Linked DNA regions of Mus musculus: region 1 is linked to region 2. A link is a contact called in public HiChIP or PLAC-seq data. All regions are on one chromosome and are shown on one strand. The core of a region is the stretch at or near the end of the contact, and the rest is flanking DNA. Distances in the headings are between cores, read along the strand shown.

The links. HiChIP or PLAC-seq counts read pairs in DNA pulled down with a chosen protein or histone mark.
Region 1: a FOXA1 HiChIP or PLAC-seq map of pancreatic cancer cells shows a contact between it and region 2. The contact joins two enhancer-like sites.

Annotation. Positions count from the first base shown.
Region 1 is chr2:124,852,855-124,857,843 of GRCm38.p6, forward strand. No RefSeq gene overlaps it. Among named protein-coding and RNA genes, the nearest start is that of Gm39920, 61 kb to the left of the region's middle. Within about 2 kb of position 3,112, at least 25 of the 459 cell types and tissues checked have an H3K27ac peak or open chromatin away from gene starts, as enhancers often do. A contact at or near this core is called in pancreatic cancer cells, where this site is marked.
Region 2 is chr2:124,119,091-124,124,394 of GRCm38.p6, forward strand. 4930517E11Rik (RIKEN cDNA 4930517E11 gene) reads right to left here. Exons shown (of 3, transcript NR_040611.1): 3 at 4,546-5,304. It also overlaps a transcript of Sema6d not described here. Among named protein-coding and RNA genes, the nearest start is that of 4930517E11Rik, 8.2 kb to the right of the region's middle. Within about 2 kb of position 2,636, at least 7 of the 459 cell types and tissues checked have an H3K27ac peak or open chromatin away from gene starts, as enhancers often do. A contact at or near this core is called in pancreatic cancer cells, where this site is marked.

The sequences.
Region 1 (4,989 bases), core at 1,862-4,361, 730 kb after region 2:
TGCTAAAAAGAGAGCAGGTTGCACTAAGGAACCATTCCCGTGTAAACATTTCTGGTAAACTGCCTCAAGACGGTGAAGAACAAAGGCTCTGAAGCACTGAGCGTTTGATGCAATTTCTTTCTTCACTTTAAATAAACATGTACACCCTCATCTATTTTGGGGGTTGAAGCAAACCTGAGACATCTGACTTAATTTGCTTTCCTACGCTCTTACATTTTGTGTGACATTTAGTCAGGACTGATCTGGTTCTGTTTTTTAGAAGAAACTCTTTAAGGTGACAACAAGTCTAATTTGTGTATCAGTTACTAAACTGTAATTGAGCAGATACAATAGGTAATGAGCCATCTAGAATGCTGTGACCTATGCTGGCACATAGTCATCAAAGCTTCCTCATTCTCCCTGGACCTCGTGCACGCTAGTCGAGAACTGTGCCACTGGGCTTCATCCCTCTCTTTAATTATTAAACATTTATGTATGACAGACCCTCCTAGCAGTGTTTTATAGATAATATTGTACAGCCCTAGAGAGCCCAAGGGAAACTATGGAGTTGGTAAGTGGATGGATCATTCAAACAGCAGTCTTTCTCCAAAGGCTGAGACCGGGCCTGAAGCTGCACTGCCTGCCAGACTCTAATGACAGCACTCATGTTGTCCAGTGTTATGCACTTGCTTTCAGTCACGTCATTAGACCAAAGTACAGATGCCACTGAAGTCCAACTTGGTGAACCAATGAGTTTTATTGGGGTTACTTACTGGAGTTACTTACAAGAGCAGAAATTGCTCAAAGACAGCGTTACTAAAGCCCACTGCAGCATGGGTGACAACTCACAAAGTGGAGATATGGAGCACACTGCACAGCCTGCAGGCAGCAACATTTGAGAAGGTGTCCTTTCTACATGCCTCAGTTGGTCTAAACCTCTTCCAGTAGCTTGGTTGGTTTCTGCTTTTTCCAGGCATCTAGTCTGGTCTGAGAATCTTCTTTGCAGCTCAGCTTCCTCTCTGAGAGGAGACTCTTGGCTTTTGTTGCTTATTCTGCCAGGGAGGGACCTAGTGATTCTGATCAGTTTCAGGAACTTTCTGAAGCTACTTTGAGATGTTGACTTTCCTGCTTAAGGAGTTTATCTACAGGGTGGAATATTCCAGTCTTCAAGGAAACTGTTTCACAATTGGAGGCATTTGGTAGTTTTTGAGGTTCAGTACCTGCAGTAGCTAGAAGCCAGCAAAGCTGGTGGACACATTCAATGCATGGGGCAGCCTCCATCGTGAAAATGATTTGACTCAACTCAGAGCTGCTGAGAAAAACTGATTTCAGTCCATGTCCAAACAATGTACTTAAAATACATTTCCCGTCTTTCGTAACTGGATTTTTTTTGTTTGTTTTGTTTTGTTTTGTTTTGTTTTTGTTTTTTCTGTTCCAAATAAAATGGGGCACTTGGGGCTCCAATTCCTTGTCTTATGTCTTCCTAAATCTTCCACTTTTTCTTTTCTGTTCTGCCACTACCGTCTCCATGCTTACACTGTCTGGAGTGGGCACACCGCAGGACAAAGTGAGCTTGGGCTTCATCTTTAAGCTGCCTCTGTCATCACTAGCCTATAGCACAGCCTTTGCAGTCCTCTGGCCCATCTCCTCACTTGGGAATGATGGCACTGGGCTGTATAATTCCATAGATCACCATTAATGGGCTGCTTTCTCCTGTCCCTCAGAAGGAAGATGCAATTCCAGTCAGAAAGACAACCCCTGAAAGGCCAGTCTTTGCTCAGTGCTGGGTAATCAGAGTTGTGACTACAGTACACTAGGGTAGATGCAAGAGCCAAGTCCTGTGGGGAGAAAGCAGGCTTGGTACCCACTAGCAGGTAAGACAAATTAAAGACAGGAAAGCGGCTCCTCTCCAGATGAAATGGAGTTTCTTGGCAAGTTTCCAGAGTTCTCAGGTTGAAAGATTCTCCTTGTTGGGCAGAGCAGACTCTAAAGGGTTTATTTAGGCTTAGGATGTTTCTGACAGGAATCCTTTCTCCTTCTCTCTCTTTCTATTGGTCTAAAGAAGTCTATTGAAGGGACTCTGGTCAGTCAAGTGTGGCCAGCATGACTCTGGCAACCTTGCCCTTCCCTCCCATAACCTCTGCCTTACTAAAAATCATTAGATTACATGCCTGAAGCTAGCCCCAAGGTCCTTTCCCTTTTGGCTACTTCCTTCTCTTGAGGCTGACTACCAATGTCCAGCTATCAAAGTATGGAAGTCAAGAAATCAAAAGCCTCCTTTGGCCCATCTAGTTAACACGCCCAGTTAAAATTAAATACCTCATCCTAACATGGGGTTTCCCTTTTTACCTTTATAAGTAGCCATTTGACTATGTACCACATCTGTCACCTGTCTATCCAGAAGCAAACCTTTGTACTCTGGGACAAATACCCCTCTTCCCTCTCCCTTACGCCCTGCCCCTTTTCTCTCTTCCTCTATTTCCTATCTTTGTCCCTTAACCCTGCTCTCTGTCCCTCTGGGGCAGATAAAATCCCCTTTGTGTTAAGAACTTGGTATTGGGGTACCTGAGTCTATACTTTCCCTTTTGTCTATGTATCCTTTCTATAGCAGCATGAGTCTCGGTCTCAGTCTATTTGCATGGAAATAACTCAGTTGTTGTAGTCTAAGGTAACAGAGGCCACCTAAGCAGTCTCTGCTCTTTGTAATGTAGTAAGAGTGAGAGAGACTCTACATATAAAGGGAGGGAGCCTATATCACAGGGGTGAAATGAAAACTTACTGCATGGAAGGTATCCATAAAGAAATGGAAACTTACTGCAGTCTAGCACTCAAACTGGGTTTACTATATTCCCCCTTCTCTCATCCTAGAGACCCACAACCGTGAGTTGAGAAAAACAGGGTGAGGCAAAACCTAGAACAGGGTGAACACTCCATAGCATCCATAGTTCACAAGCAGAGAAAGGATGAGCCAAGTGAGAGTGGTCTACGCCATCCTTGTCAAATGGAAAGCACCAGGATTATATGACATCTAGCAAGACTCTAGGATCACCCTGCATGCTCCTAGAGCAGCCCAGGGTGTCAGGGTGGAGGTGCTCTCAGTTTTATCTGATAACATTACGAATAGTGAACACACACACAGTCAGAATCCTGTCTGACTCAACACCTCTCACAAGCTAAGCCCTGCCCCCATTTCCCATTCCTATGTTCCACGCCCATTCCTAGTGCCCACTCATGATCCCCACAGAACAGGAGGCCTACTGACTTCTAACCATGTCTCTGCTACTACCCAGAGGATGAAGAAACTCCTCATGGCTTCTCTACCCCATGCTTGTCTCAGCACCTTTGTTTCAGGAGCTTAGCTTAGAGCACAACACACAGCTGGGATTTGTTTAGAGTGTGAACCTGACACGAACGCTGACAAAACAGCAAAAAATACAAATAGGGCATTTTTCTGAACCACTGAAGAGTGAGGACAAAACTACATTCATTCCTCTGGGTGCCAGAGCCTTCCCCCCATGCAGCCCAGCATAGCATCCAGAAGGAAAAACAACACTGGCATGTGACTACCATCTCCTTCTCACTGACGACTCACATTGTGTCACAGCAATGTTGTGTAGCAAAATAACACAGTCTAAACAAACAAATCCCACCTAGCAGCAGGCTGTTGCCCTGCTCATAACTTGGCCATGTTAAGAAGTGAGTCCTCTCTCTGTTGTCATCTTGTAATTTGCCACAATTGTATTCTGACTGTGTTTTTTGGGCAGGAAGACCACACAAGCACACTGTGGTGCCCCGGTATTCCGCAAGGCAGTTCATGATTTTGTTCTATTGTGAAGATGCTCACATCCACCAGCTGGTTAGCCTGGTGACTACCACCTTCTCTGCCATAGTTGTCTTTATTTGCTTTACATAAGTATTTTTAGGGAGATATTTTGAAATTTGATAAATTTTCCATTAACTTATTCATTTGTGTATTGATCTCAGCGTGGTCATCTGTTTTAGTCTGTGGCTCCTAGTTTGTTATTATAACTGTTTTGATATATTGTCCAAGAATCAGTCAGTGGGAGCCCCTCAGATTAATTTGTGTCTTTTTGGCTTGTTCCCAATCATATACCTTGTTTATTGGATATATCTTTACTTTCTAATACAAGTGATTGCTTCAGAATTATCTGTGTTTTATTTTGCCTCATCTCTGGGATTTCTCACTGGTTTATTTTGAATAATAGCAACATATAGTTATCAAGGGATGAATATCCTTCTTGCTATTGGGCTATTATTGCTCCCAGACTGTCTATGTATAGGATATATTATATCAATAGATAAATGATAGATAGATGATAGATAGGTAGATAGATAGATAGATAGATAGATAGATAGTAGATAGATAGATGATAGGTAGATAGGTAGGTAGATAGATAGATAGATAGATAGATAGATAGATAGATAGTAGATAGATAGATGATAGATAGGTAGATAGGTAGGTAGGTAGGTAGGTAGATAGATAGATAGATAGATAGTAGATAGATAGATAGTAGATAGATAGATAGATAGATAGATAGTAGATAGATAGATAGATAGATAGTAGATAGATAGATAGATAGATAGATAGATAGTAGATAGATAGATAGATAGATAGATAGATAGATAGATAGATAGATACAGACAGACAGACAGACAGACAGACAGACAGATAGACAGATAGACAGATAGACAGATAGACAGATAGACAGATAGATAGATAGTAGATAGATAGATAGATAGACAGACAGACAGACAGACAGATAGACAGATAGACAGATAGACAGATAGACAGACAGACAGACAGACAGACAGACAGACAGACAGATAGATAGTAGATAGATAGACAGACAGACAGATAGATAGATAGATAAACAGACGGATAGATAGATAGATAGATAGATAGTAGATAGATAGATAGAAAGAAGACAGACAGACAGACAGATAGATAGACAGACAGACAGACAGATAGTAGATAGATAGATAGATAGA
Region 2 (5,304 bases), core at 1,386-3,885:
TTTTAGACAGGAATAGGATTTCACTTATTTAGAAGCTAATTATAAATTGGAACCATATTCCTTTTGATGGACAATTCAATTGCATTTAAATTCAAATTAACATCTGCTGTTTATATTTTATATTGTGCAATCTACCTGGATTTAGACAGAGCTATTCAAGAGCTGTGGCTATAGCATCTTTGTTCTCTGAAGTGTTTTAAAGGAAAAAAGAACATTCTCTGAACCCTTGTTATTGCAACCAGCATGTAGCTGTCCTTGAACATTAAAGGATGCTCTTCTTGCTTGAGACACACGTGAAAGGGGGTTGTGCAAACTAGCACAAACACAGTTTACTACAAAGGTGGCTGTTTGAAAAGTTGAGAATTTTTCAAATAATAAATATATTTTCAATGACAAACACACAGAAGCTGTCCTTATATCTTTATCAGATATTTTCTTACTAAGAATTTAGTAGATATAGATAAATATGTATACATATGCATAAACACGTTTAAATTATCTGTATGAATGAACTTTACCCATACTTAATATAAATAAGTAATGTTCAAGACAGTCATTTATCTATGAGAACATGGATGTATTTATCTGTAATTAGTTGCACAAGATTTTATGACTGATCAAAAATAACTAATTGTAGCTTGGCTTTTGTATATTTTGCTTTTTCCTAAACAAATCTCATTTACCTACAGAAAACCATGATCTTGTGGATTACAAGGAGTTGCTTAAGCATGTCATCAATGCTTGAAGACTGCTTGTAAGGTACAATGACTGACAGAAAGGTTGATGCCCAAGGACCACTACAAAGCCTTTTGTCAACTTAGAAATGTTATTGTTTTAAAATAGTGAATCATAGACCTGCCATTCTCCCCACAGTATTCAGGCTAACTTTATAAAAAGACAGCAATTCTTATGTCATGATATACTGTCAGAAATTAGTTTTGATGTTTAATTTATAGCTGTTACTATTAGTCATTCCGTTTTTTAATTGATTATTTTATTCGTTTACGTTTCAAATGTTATCCCACTTCCCGGTTTCCCCTCCACAAACCCCTTATCCCATGCCCCCTTCCCCTGCTTCTGTAGGGTTGCTCTCTGACCCACTCACTCATCTCCCCATATCGCCCTAGCATTTCCTTGGGCTGGGGCATCAAGCTTTCACAAGACCAAGGGCCTCCCCTCCCACAGATATCAGATAAAGCCATCCTCTGCTACATATGCAGCTAGAGCCATTGGTCCCTCCATGTATATTCTTTGGTTAGTTGTTTATTCCTTGGGAGCTCTGAGGGGGTCTGGTTGATTGATATTCTTGTTCTTCCTATGAGGTTGCAAACCCCTTCAGCTCCTTCAGTCCTTGCCCTAACTCCTCCACTGGGCTTCCCATGTTCAGGCTGACTGTTGGCTGCAAGCATCTGCATCTCTGTTGGTCAGGCACTGGCAGAGCCACTCACGGGGCAGCTATATCAGGCTCCTGTCAGCAAGTACTTCTTGGCATCAGCAATAGTGGCTGCATATGGGATGAATCCCCACTGGGCCTAGTAAATGTGAGCTGTTAGAAAGGAACTCAGACAGGGTACATTGTTCCAAATCCCTCAAAGCCTCCTTATCCAGCATCTAAATTTTCCAGTAAGTAAGTATTACACATTCTCTAACAGACCATATCCTCACTAGAATCAATAAAGGAACTTTAGTTTTTTCTATTGATGCTCAGTAGGTTCCATGAAAGTTCCAATGAAGAGATGGAGGTAGACTGAAGACTCTCTTAAAGCTGGCTGAGTCAATGACTCACAATGGGGCATCTGTTTAATTAATGGTAACCTAGAGCACTGTCCTTAGTCTTATTGTATTGGGGATAGGACATCTCAGATCATAGAACTGTCTCTGGAGAATAATTCAAATTGGCAAAGAACCCAAAGCAAACACGCACACAAGCACACAATTCTGAGAGGTTAAAGTTGGTCTTCTGGCTTATTCGTGGTGGTAGTAATAATACTTTGTAAGAGGAAATTTACTGGTTCCTATGGCAGGATATTCCAATAGCACAGACTGGATGTAAGACAACTTAAGAGGAAGTCTATGACATTGAAAACAAAGAAGCAGTAACTTGGTTAAAAATTATGTCCTAACAGTAGGGAGGGATTTAATGTCCATGCAAAGTGAGATCTAATTCTTTGATGTTCAAAGGGCTTGTGCAAAGCAGTAAGAAAAGCAAACCAAAAGATTAAAAGGACAAAAGATAAATATCTGAAAAATAAAAATAATTCTTGGGTAAACAAGCTCAAATAAAATTGACAAATATTACCTGAAATTTACATTTGTTCCAGTGGTTGGGAAGCTTAAAAAATATGATAGCATTTAGCACTGGCAAGGATATGGAGAAAGAGTTACACAGGTCTGGAAATACGTACGTCACCCCAAACTCCTATGTTGGAACCCTGATTCTAAGATTGTAATGGTGTCAGCAAATGGAGACTTGGAGTGTGGTGTGGTCATGAGATTCTTCATGAATGGGGTTAACATCCTATAAAAGAAGCACAAGATACATCCTGTTAGGGAGAGAAGGCAGTGAGGACAAGTTTATATTTATACAACATGCCATTGATGTTGGTACCCATTATGAGCTGACTAAAATGGCTGCGACTGGACATTATAGTGTTGTGAGTCAGATGGATGTCTTGGGAGCCACAAAGTAAACAGTGAAGTCATCATTTATGTAATTATTTTTGGCAGAGTACCATTTTAGTTAAATTCTGTACAAATATGGCTTTGAGGTCGGTGGCTTGAGCCCTTCCCATCCTTCTTTGCCAGCCTGCCTTGTATATCTACTTGTAGGTCTGTGTGCCTACCTCCATGTAGCCTGTGTGAGGGTCTCTGTGTGTATCTGTGTGTATGTGTTTGCCTGCCAGTGGCATCCTGCCTAGTGCTCCTCTCCTGGTATGAATACAATTTTTCTTATCTCCATACAACTCCTCTCCATCTTTTTAACCTTTCAGTCTCCTGTGGCCATCTTTCTGTCCTGGCATTCGAGCATGGATCTCACAAAACTTTGGACCATGTTACTATCTAGAATCCAGAAAACACTGCATAGGATCTGTAAAGAAGCATTGGATTGCTGGTAATATGGCGATGGATTTTTCCAAGCTGTAGAACACTGACAGATACATTCCTATTGTGGATAAGCCTGCAGTTTGTGGTATCTTATTATAACACCTTGAATAACCTCAGCCATCTCAGACAGTATGGTAGAAGCAGTAATATACTGCAAAATTTGAAAGGAAATTTGTCATAACTAAAATTCTTGTACTTTAATTAGTGTAATCTATAGCATATTTGACACCTTTACCTTCTATGAGACATGTTAAAATATGCTTGCACAAGAAGATGCATTGAGGAAATGTATCTTAAAAAAGAAAATCATAGGAAAACCACTGCAATGGAACCATAAGAAAATGGATTTAATGTATTGAACAAAATACTTTTCACCTGTAATCACAGCAGTAAGGAGGCTGAAGCAGAAGAATCCTAAGTTAGAAGCATAAAGCAGGTTTAAGGTCTCCACTAGGCTATATAGAGACTATGTCTTAAAATGCTAAATAAAATAAAATAAATAAGCGAGAGATAATAGAGATGTTACTGGTTAAAATATGAACTGTATGTGTATTATATGTGAGGATTGTGTGTGTGTGTGTGTGTGTGTGTGTGTGTGTACATGTATGTTTTCTTTAAGCGTATATGATAGTCCTGTGAAATGTACTATGACCTCGTTTGGTTTGACTGTGAAGTTTTTCCCCTGGACCCTAGAGGGAAAATATCTCAGTTGGTCCTAACATGAGTCAATATACTCCCATGATACTGCTCGAGGATCTAACCACTGTCTAGAAAATTGTTTCCAGAAAGCGACTCACAAACTAAACTTTGAAACCCAATCTCTTGTAGTTAGAGGCTTCCTGGAGTGATGAATAGCATCAAACAAAGATGCGCCATTTCTCCATTTTGCTTATGACTCCACTGATGTTTCTGCTGCCTCCAGAGACTGATGGAACACTTGATATGCTCCAATCAGTTTAAGCTGTGTAATAGGCAAAGCCACAGAGTCCTGGAGATTTTGCTTTGTGTTGAACACAGGAAGCTGAAACTGTGAACGCATTGAACCTTGTTACAGGCTGGACACTGTCCCAATTCTTTACTAACCTATTTGATCCTCAAAATAACTCAGTAAAACAAATAATTTATTCTCTGTCTCATAAAACAGGAACTAGAACCAGAGATTTTAAAGCAAGACTGGCAGGGATGTGTTCTCATCATGTAAGAGTCAAAGTTCAAATCCAAGTCTATGTGCCACCCACATTCCTGACTGTTCTACCCTGCTGCATGCTGCAGGACTATGGGTACTGAACTGACTGTGGCATGAAGTGAATGAAGAAAAGGCAACACACACACACACACACACACACACACACACACACACACACACACAGAGACACACACACACACAGAAAACCTGAGATCAGGTGGACGGTTCTCTCTGATGGAGAAACCTCCGCACCTAGGAATTTCAGAATATTTATTGTATACAGTTGAACAGGGAGGTGGGATTATTACATACATATAAACATGGAGGAAAGGTTATTATATTCAGCTGAAATTGAGAAAATTTTGATGGGATCTTTCACTGTAAGGAAACAGTATATACACCATAAGTATTCGGTATTCAGGGAGAAAGCTAAAGAGGGCCAATATTTACAGACCAAGGAAGGTTTTGCCATATCTCTGAGCTGCCATGGTTGATGAGCAGTCACAACTCTGGGGGAGCTGGGTTTCCAGTGAAAATGGAGAGCTAGGAGCCCTCCACATGGCAGCTATTGCCAAAGGCAGCCATTGCAAGAACCCAACAGCCTCCATCACACACTATAGTCAACTGATTCTTATAATGTTTCTCTTATACATGAACATCTCTTAGGTGTGTGCACATGACAGAGACAGGCAGGGCCAGAGAATTAGGATGGGGAAAGAGTAATAAAATGAGAGAGAAAGAAAGATTGCAAAACAGAACCTCAGAGAGGTGCTGACTGTCCAGAGAAGTCCATGCTCATCCCTGGAGTGTGCACTTTTGACTGGAAATAAACTTGTAGCCAATTACTTTCATTAACAAAAGAGAAGAAGCATCTATCCAATATCTTTAAGGAGCTTAATTTGTACAATTCTAAATTCCAAGCATCTAAGTGTTTAGCCATTTAGACAACAAAAATAGAAGCCTTTCTATTCGTTTCATGTGTATAGCTGTTTTGTAATATTTTCTTTACTCAG